Linked DNA regions of Sus scrofa: region 1 is linked to region 2. A link is a contact called in public HiChIP or PLAC-seq data. All regions are on one chromosome and are shown on one strand. The core of a region is the stretch at or near the end of the contact, and the rest is flanking DNA. Distances in the headings are between cores, read along the strand shown.

What was found. HiChIP or PLAC-seq counts read pairs in DNA pulled down with a chosen protein or histone mark.
Region 1: an H3K27ac HiChIP or PLAC-seq map of alveolar macrophages shows a contact between it and region 2. The contact joins two enhancer-like sites. A contact is called at or near these places in 3 of 47 Hi-C or Micro-C datasets (alveolar macrophages, embryonic fibroblasts and liver) and 1 of 2 datasets of contacts at active chromatin or transcription factors (alveolar macrophages).

The regions. Positions count from the first base shown.
Region 1 is chr6:146,204,512-146,209,716 of Sscrofa11.1, forward strand. All of the region lies in intron 9 of PDE4B (phosphodiesterase 4B), which reads right to left. Among named protein-coding and RNA genes, the nearest start is that of SGIP1, 160 kb to the left of the region's middle. Within about 2 kb of position 2,335, at least 40 of the 83 cell types and tissues checked have an H3K27ac peak or open chromatin away from gene starts, as enhancers often do. A contact at or near this core is called in alveolar macrophages, where this site is marked.
Region 2 is chr6:145,666,844-145,671,637 of Sscrofa11.1, forward strand. The region is part of intron 2 of MIER1 (mesoderm induction early response protein 1); the gene reads right to left. Among named protein-coding and RNA genes, the nearest start is that of MIER1, 11 kb to the right of the region's middle. Within about 2 kb of position 1,493, at least 9 of the 83 cell types and tissues checked have an H3K27ac peak or open chromatin away from gene starts, as enhancers often do. A contact at or near this core is called in alveolar macrophages, where this site is marked.

The DNA of each region.
Region 1 (5,205 bases), core at 1,085-3,584, 540 kb after region 2:
GTCTAGAGACCCAGAATATGCTAACTGCGGACAAGGATTTTGAACCAGACCTACCCATCAGTGATGGCCAGAGTGAGAAGAATAAGAACGCCTAAAACTACAATAAAATTCCCTTCCAAGGAATATATAGAATTAAATATCTCTATATTTCTATGTTTAACTCTCCCGCTTGGATCATTGATAGTGAGTCAAATGGCCCTGAGTATGAATTCTGGCTCTCATCTTTACCTTAGGCGATTAATTTCAACTCTCTAAGCCTCACTCTACTCATCTGTTAAATGAGGGTAATAATAGCACCTGTTTCAAAGGGTTGCTGTGAGTATTAAAGACAGAATGTAGATTAGGAGCTTAGCACAATGTCTGTGCACAAAACATACACCCGCAAAAGCAGATTGGCTGTTTACTATTACGGTTCTGTGGCTGAATACAGGAGCTGAAATAGACCATGGAGATAGTCTTTAACAATTTTGTCTTGTAGTTAAGAGGCAAAAGTTCAAAAGGATTTAATTGTTTAAAATAATACACCCAAGGAGTTCCCGCTGTGGCACAGTGGGTTAAGAATCCAACTACAGTGGCTTGGGTCACTGCAGAGGTTCAGGTTCAATCCCCAGCCCGGTGCATTGCCCCAGCTGCAGCACAGGTCACAGCTGTGGCTTGGATTCAGGCCCTGGCCTGGGAACGTCCATATGCCTAGGGTGTGGCCATAAAATTAAAAAAAAAAGAAAAAGATAATACACTTAAATAGAGGCAACACTAGAATTCAAAGCTCATGGCTTTTTCCCAGGCTCTTTTCACTTTGCTGTCTCCAGTACTATATAAATCTGAGCAGTAAAGAGAAAAATTTGGATCAAAACAATGTATGAGTCCCCCACTTGGCCATTGGAACTGATTTTTATTCTATTCTGCCTTCTAATCCAAGGTCACCTCTAACATTTGTAGGGCTGCATTTCATAAGCCTAAATACATAAAGACACAGATTGAGCTACTTCCAACCCTCCAACCTTAACAACTATTCCTAGTAGCTTGGGCAGCCAAATTGAATTCAGAAACCTTGAACCCCTTGGATGTGGTAGTGCAGGGGGATCTAGCTTTTGGACCATGCCTTGCACTAGTCCTTCCCCATGTCAACTCACTCAAGCCAAATTATTGCCTCTTGGCTACTTCTCAGGCCTAAATTTCTGCTCTCCTGCAGAACATCCAGGAAAGATGCCTGTACGGGCCCTGGAAGTGAGTTCAAAGCCATCTGAGTGGACAATGTGGGGGTCCAGGCTCCCTTGACCCAGCAAACTCCTCACCTGCTGGAGCAGAGAACAGCTGAATGAAGACTAGGCTAGGGCTCTCTATAAGCACAGGGTCCAGGAAAAGAATCCCTCTTGCCCTAAGTGGGGGCACTACTCTCATCATAGCATTTAATTTGGGGCAAAAGTGGAATTAATCCCTTTCTGTGGCTGGCCAACTGCCCGTCCTCTTCCTAACAGAGTTCCAAGATGAATTTGTTGACCAGTAAGATCTATTTCCTTTCAGTTCTGCTGGATCTAACATTTCCCCTCCTTACTGATTATACAGTTCGGTAGAAAATGACTCACCAGCTTTAAGAGCATCAACCTATCATGGTCACATTCCAGTGCCAGGCAGCTTGGGCCCCAGGTGGCTCCAGACTGGGAGAATTCTATGGCTTCAAGCCCTCCCACCCAAGGGCACAGGCAATTAGCTGGCTTCACACTTGGTACCTCAGTCTCCCTGAAGAATGGGAAAAATAAGCCTGCATAGCCAGGGGGCCTCATTTCCCCTGTGATGGTTTCTATAGTTGACCTCATGATGCCCTTAGAGAAGAAGGTCCGTCTATCTCCCATGCCCATCTCACAAACTTCCTTTGCAAATATTTACTGAAGCACTGGGTGCAGATGCTGTAGGGAAATCACTGATATTCAGGGTTGCTCATTTCAACAGCAGAACATCCCTTTTTTATCGATAAAGTTCAGACCTTTGCACGGCACGTAAAAGAGCCTCGGGGCAAGGCTAGCTGAGCAAGGAAAGGGTCGTGGGGGTTTTCAGGGGGGAAGTTAGGTCAGGGACGAGCTGCTTGAACCTAGCTCCTTCCTGGGTATCACAATATGTTCATCTTTTGAAAAACATCCAACATGCTGGGTACGAATGACCCTTTTGATGTTTTGCACCTAAAAACTTTAGGCAAGAGACTCTGTTTTTCAGTCCAAGTCCCCTGTCAGTCACAACTCCACTTCAGTCCACCTCACTGAGATTGTTCTGGGTCGGTCCTTCCTCAGCCACTGTTGTCGCAACTCTGTACTTTTCTGCCTGCGTCTGTCAGGAAGGAGACAGGAAATTCTAGTCACCCTCACAGCAGCTGCGCCATTCCTCCTCTCCTCCTCCGATGACGTCGGTTGGCTTTGGTGACACGAGGTCAGGAACTGAGCCACAGTGAAGGTCAGGAAGATAGGTCAGTGTTTATGCCATTGTTGCGCTGGGGATCCTGCTGAGGCTATTTGCTTTCTTCCTTTCTATACTGTTTCTCTTTCCGTTCCTCTTTTTATAATGTGGAGCCAAAGCATCCTGTTTTCAAAACATCTGACTGTTTTGCCACTGAGGAACTCATGCTCTGATGCATTTCGCTGAAGTGTAAGACAATTCTTCTAATTCAGGAGGCGATAACAGTTGCAACCAAAATTAATGAACAAATCTAAGAAGGCAATCTGCTGTTAGAGCAACCAGCTCTCAGGCAACTAGCTGAACTTGGGCTGCTGGCTGAAGGCTCACAAGACAGTCTTTCCATCTTGAAAGACAACGTCATTGCCTTGTAACACTTCTACTGAATGTATGCCATCTTGTCATTCTTGGAGGAAAATGATCTACGATAACTAACCTACCTGGCTGCATCTTTCTCTCTAATTCTGGAATTCCATTTGTCCTGTGGCCAGCACTAAGGGAGGAGGGAAATTCGGGCCAAGGAGGAAGATATGTTTTCGTAAGTCACAGAAACGATTCCTTACCTAACTCTCTGGGCTCTGAAGCTCACTTAGGACAGCCAGGGAGTCTCAGTTTTCTTCAAAAGGGTTAAGAGAAAGCCACCAACCAACCAACCAACACACACCCCTGTCCAGAGGAAGTGAACATAAAAGACCACTTGCTTTTCTGCCACCAGACACGGTCAGTGCTCCACCCCATGCATGCAGACTGGTACATATGCCATCTCCAAACACCTAAGCAAAACCCTGGCTTTCCCATCACCACTTTTATGTAAGTTCAGAGATTGCAAACAAAACAGAGTCACTTAGCTGATCAGAACCAGAGACAGTTTTTTGTAAAGATGCAGTAAACACTATTAACTTATCACTTACTGAACCACACAGTAAGGGGCAATTGATTGTTAGAGAAAACGGCTCTCACGCATCTAGCTGAACTTGGGCTGCTGGCCACATATTGGGGGCCTTTCTGGGTGCTTTAGATGCAGCATGATCTCAGTCGTCACAGCAACCCTTGTGAGATGGGTACCACTTTTGTCTCTGTTTTACAGATGAGGAAGGTAAGTCTTAGAGCAGGTAAGTACGTTGGCCCATAGACAAGACACTGGTAAGTCATAGAGACAGGATTTGAGCAATGATCTTTTGACTCCAAAGCCCATATATAGAACATCTTTTCTTTTTTTTTTTTTTGTCTTTTTGCCATTTCTTGGGCCGCTCCCGCAGCATATGGAGGTTCCCAGGATAGGGGCCCAATCAGAGCTGTAGCCGCCGGCCTACACCACAGCCACAGCAACATGGGATCTGAGTCGCGTCTGCAACTTACACCACAGCTCACGTCAATGCCACATCCTTAACCCACTGAGCAAGGCCAGGGATCGAACCCGCAACCTCATGGTTCCTAGTCGGATTCGTTAACCACTGTGCCATGACGGGAACTCCTATATAGAACATCTTTACCGTGACTTTCAAGTCTGTAGTCAGAGATTCGCCATGGCTCCTTTGCTCAGTGAGGATAAGCAAAAGATGACCAATAAGAAGCCAGAGTCATGCAGATGTGATGACAATGATGATTATAATGATATTTTTAAACAGCAACATAGATGGAACACTCAAATAATTTTGCCACTATTTGAAGGGGGAATTTTAGTTTTACCACAGATCATTCAATTTCCCCCTAAACTGGTAGAGATCAATTTCTTTTTGGTGGCCACCAAAATACGGTCATGATATTACATATGCCATGGATGAAGCTTCACCTGAAGTCAGCATCTGGATAACCAAGAATTTGGGGGTGGGGGTAGCTAAGTGAAAAGAGAGGGAGAGATCTTTCTAAATACTGCAATTGACTTTAGCTGTCAGCTGGGCATTATTCATCCACTGGATAATTGCTTTGCCCTACAACCTTTCTAGAAGGAGGCGAAGCTGCATGCCTTCTACTTAAGCTAACTGTGTCAGCATTAAGGTTTAGCCCTTTCTTTAGGGTTAGCTCTATTCAACTTTCATTGCTTCCTGCCCATGACACCATAAAGGAGGAGCGGAAGGCTGAAGCGATTGGAAGTCTCACTAGGACCTACACGGTTCCTGGTCTCAGAGCCTTATTAACTACTGCACTGAAAATGAAATTATTTTTTAATAAGTTTGCAAGACAGAGAAGGTGTAATTTCAGCACTCCAGACACAAACCGAGTTAGAATCCACAATGCCTCAACACTCAGAATGAAAACAAATGGCAATTTGCAGTTTCTCAATGAGTAACCTTTTTCTCCCTCTGGAGTTGTCTAGTTTATCTTCATGACTCCAGAAGAAAGTTCAGCCTGCCCTTCATGGTGAAATCTGTGTGTGTGTGTATATGTATATGTATATATATATATATATATATATCCCTAAATACTGGAGCTATATGGTGAAATCTGTTAATCTGCTAATATATATATTTATATCCCTAAATACATCTCACATGCATGACAATAATCACAAAATGCAAAGAATGGAGTAGGCCAGAGCCGGCCTGAAACTCCTTCTACATGGATGCCAGTGTGGTCTGGAGAAGTTACGCAGTGAAACCCTCATTATGGGGAAGTAGTTGGTTGAGATTTACAACAGCCTGGAAAAACCCAGAATTTAGCTTTAATTGAGAACTTCAGAGAGAAGTCAGTAACTCGTTAAACCTCAAATCTTTTTTTTTCAACTTGAATCGGAACTAAAATTTGAGAGAGAGACTTAAT
Region 2 (4,794 bases), core at 243-2,742:
TTTCTTTCAAATTAGCTTAAAAGAAATAGTTCTTTGAGCATTTGGTTCTTTTTGAACACTCCAATAATTATTCCATTTAACAGTCTTCTGATTAAAAAAGATTAAAAATAAGTTATTCTACTGAAGAATAAAAGGTAATTTTCATGACGTTATTAGATACTGGCAATAAAAGAGATACTGAATTGTGAGTGTTTTCTGTAGTTTATAAAAGCTCTCAAACTGTGCTAAAATGCCAATAAACGCCATACTGATTGTTATTTTATTGGTAAGTAGTTACCACTTTAATATTCTGAAAAAGGTCCTAAATATTTTCCATTAAGATACCAAATGTTTAGAGGACTGTTGGCATTTTTAAGGAAAGCTGGCATAAAATAGAACACCCAGTGTTCAAAGATAGCGCTAATCATACTATGTAAGACATACTAGACATGGTTTCAAGAACCATGATTTGACGGATAGTATATCTAAACTAGGACTGGGGGAGGGGAAATAGGGATGGTCTGCCTATAGATAAATATTTTAGTATCCTATGTTCAAAATAAAATTCCACTGTATCGTTTGGGGAGAATGGGAGAGGGACTGGTTTCCTGGAAGTTAATGATACTCATTTAAATCAAAGACGAACTTCTGGAAAACTGGCATTTGAAAACAGCTCATACTGTAAACATTACTTTTGCCCAACCAACAAACAAAAGAATTATCTCCCAAAATAAAATGAGTTTAGTATAATACAGGAAATTTCAGTATGAAATGAGGACATATTTTATTTCACTATTTAAAAGAACAGCAGAACCAGCTTAAGTTTACATAGTACTACATATTTTCAAAAACATGAAGTTACTTATCATAAACCTGGCAATAATGCTTGCCCCACCTACATCATTTTATAGATTAGGAAACCCAGGGAGATAAACTGACTTGATCAAGGTTCCATGGTAGGTGGTAAAGGTGAAGGCTAGGACGTGATTCCTTCTATAACTCCCAAGGAAACAAATATGTTTAAAAAAAAAAAAAAAAAAACTCTTTACCTTTTCACTTCCTTCCCTCTTCTTTTAAGAATAGTTTTCATCTACTCAAAGCATGTTTAAAATATGAATGCAATCTGTCATCTGTGATGTCAGACTATTACCTATGTCTTGTTAGTAACCGGCATCTCTAACAATACCCTCCAGAAAAACTTGCAACATATACCATTAATAGTCATTAAACAGTAAACTAAAAAGGAAAAAGGAGGTGGAGAAAACAAAACTAAAACTAAATTGGCACTCATTTGTAGCCACATCTACTTTTAGAAAAAGCTCAAATTATAAAACGAAAGCCATAAAGGACACTTACACTGGTGATTAATATGTATTTGAAATTAACCTATACATTGCTGGTAGAATTAGGAGTTGGTTCAAGCATTCTTGAGATCATCTTACCAACATGAACTTAGCCACTGATATGCCTTAAAAAAGCATACCAAGATACATGTGTAATGTTCACTACCACAAAGTTGTCCACAGCAAAAAGTTGGGAAACACTTTACAGTTCATTATTTAACTAGTCAGAAATATAATATAGTTCTTCCAAGAGATGGAACACTACTAATCTATTAAAAAGAATGAGACAGTTGTGCGGTCCTGTTTGTACTGAGGAAAAAATGCACACATACATATGCAGCACTTAGATAGATATTTATATGTATTAGGAATAAAAAGAAAAGTATAGAGGCAGGGGTAAATTAGGCTGGAATATACATATGAATTTACTCCCTGCCCCCAAAAGGATACAAAAGAATTTGTTAACAGTTACTTCTAGAGTATGGGTTGGGGGGAAAAAAAAGACTTTTTTCATTTTATACCTTTCTGTACTGTTGGAATTTTTTAAGCACTTTCAAGCACTACTCTATGTTATTTAAAAAGAAAGTCAGTGGAGATTATTTTGTGGAATTACGAGCCATTTTCATTTTCTTCCCTTACTTTTAGATTTTCAAGAAAACCTAGTCTTGCCATTATTTATTTCTTTTTCTTTTGTCCATTATTTTTTTTAAAGAGTCTACAATTTTGAAAAATAACCTAGTTGTCTTTTAGGTTGATAAATAACTGTTCTGAGATGAAAAACATTAGAGACAGACAGAGAATAGGTAGGCTAAATCAAATTAAAAAGTGATCTTTATTTTTACACTTTCACCCATATATATGATATAGAAATATCAAGGCCCTACTAGTTGTAACAAATAGTCAATGCCTCAGACTTGTTCAAATATTTCTTCTGTATTTTTCTAGACCATCATAAGAAATATTCCATATATCAGAAAATCATAAACTGGGAGAATAAAACACCAACTAACTAGAATATCACCATTATTAAAACAAATAAATAAGTAAAAACACAGAGTAATCATTAGGCTCTTTTACTCCAGGTAATCAAAAGCTTATTTTCAATGAGTATAACTGTCGGAACTAATTGTTCCCCTCAACCCAATTCCACCACCATTTAAGTATCATTATCACCTACTAAGTAATGTAGACATTAAATCAGAAATTTTCACTGCAATAGGGATGAAGACAGAAAGGAGTTAGGAGCCCTATGACAGGGTAGAGAAGGCAGGGAGACAGTTCCAAGGGCTCACAATCTCTCTTTCTCAGTGCAAAATTAAATCACTTAACTTTGCTGCTGGTAAAGAAAGCCCTGGAGTTAAAATTGGCAAAATTACTATGGTAGTAATAATTTAGAGGATGAACTGCTATTACTAGGCACTAGGAATTCAGAAGCCTACTAGGTTACAATCTTAATTGTGTCACAAAGTACATGATCTAGGACAAATTGCATAAAGTCTGCTCAGTTTCATTTTCCCTTAGATGAAAAGATTTAGATTTCTTCAAGTTTAGTTCAATTTCTTTGGAGATCTAAGTTCTTTACTTTTATTATGAATTGCTCAAAAGATATAACACTACTGAGGAGTATTTAGCTAAATGGATGGGATAGGTTTAATAGACTCTTCTAATTTTTTTTTTTTTTAATCTAGGACTACTGCGAAAAGATATCTCAATTTGCAAAAATATTTTAGGGGGTGCTACTTTATGAATTTCAAATAGACATAAACATATACGTTATATCTAATTATAACAGTCATTCTAAGCCACAGTGTAAGTCAAATAGAACGGGTTCAAAGTAACAACTGGTACCTGCACTTAATCACTGCAATGGATTTTGAAACCACTTGCAAATCTTTTGAAATATACAGGGACTCTATCTGAATGTCAAAGAAGAAATTTCTATGTTGCTGATTACTTTTCATAAAGATGCTGAAGTTTCAATGGCAGTGTTTTATTTCTGATTTGGGAAAATGACTAGTCTCAAGAATTCTCTAAAAGTAACTCACTTCTCTATTTCCCAACTAATCTTTCCTACTTTATCAAGCACTTTGAATATTACATCATCTGAATTAAGCTTTTTAAGACTCTCATGCATTTGGTGTTAAGTACTTTGGATAAATCCTTAACAGATCTGAAATATAAATACTAAAAAGTTTTTTTCATTACTAGTATAGAGAAATTACTTAAGGCCTAAATTCACTGCAGTGAAACAAGTTTTGTTTAGAGTGGAAATCGACACTATTAAGATGATACTATTTCCTTAAGAAACAAAATCCAAATACCCTCGAAAAATGCTAAATGAGGAGTCTTTTTAAGAGAAATGAATGAATACATGTGACAGTGAATAAATAAGATTATTCCTTTGGAAAATACTAACATACTTTAAGACTAATACAGATAGCAAATCCATTAAATTTTCTTTTCTTTACGAGACAACAATATGACCTAGGTGAAAAGATAGGTCTTGCACTATGCCGTGGCTTTTTTTTTTTTTCCATTGAAAAGGAAGTGCCTATGTGTTTACAAATTCTGAAATGAAAGACAAATTGTTCATTCCCAAAGGTACCCATGCCACATTCCTTATAAAACCCAAAGGACTATTTCTTCCTCTTACTCTTTTTCACTGCCTTTGTAAAACTGCAACTACCCTATAATTTTTCCTTCCTTTAAGTGTGACTAGGAGAGCCTCCTTTAGAAGGTTAATAATTTTAAAAGATAATAAGCAATGACAAATATTACTAAAAATTACTAGGAAAAGGAGCACATATCATTACTTCTAAGAACATTAAATATGTTTTCAATATTACTATGGTTTCAATAACCACTAAATACATATTTCCTATTATGGACTAAGATGATGAGATCAAGTATGAAAAAATCAGTATTTTGTATTCATATTACAAGAAATTTGCATTTAAGATTTAAATATTTTCCTGGAAAAACAAGTTCAGGGTCATTCTCCCATGTAGGAAACAACAACAAAAAAGCCCAGAAGCATAATATCTACATTTTTCTCTGGAGACATGTTTCTTCAATAACCTGTTTTCCCCTCAGATTTATGAAATAAATGCATATTGTCACTTTGCACTTATTCACCAGTTAGCATCAATCCTCAGGTCTACTTAACCAAAAACGCAATAACATAGCATTTGATTTATTTTACCATATGCCTTATACTGATATCATAAAGAATGAATCTCATGAAAGCAAGTAAAAGCACTCTATAAACCAAGCATTTCTCCTTAATCTAATTTTTAAAATGACTACTCTCTAAAATCATTCTAATTACTAAAATACTAACTTAGGAAAACTACAAATTAAATTTACCTTTCACCTCTTCTAGAACCTCTGTAGGACACAAATTAAGTTTTCTCCACTCTTCCTCCAAATTCACTAGAAACAAAACCATCTACAAGCAGCTGAAGAATATAAA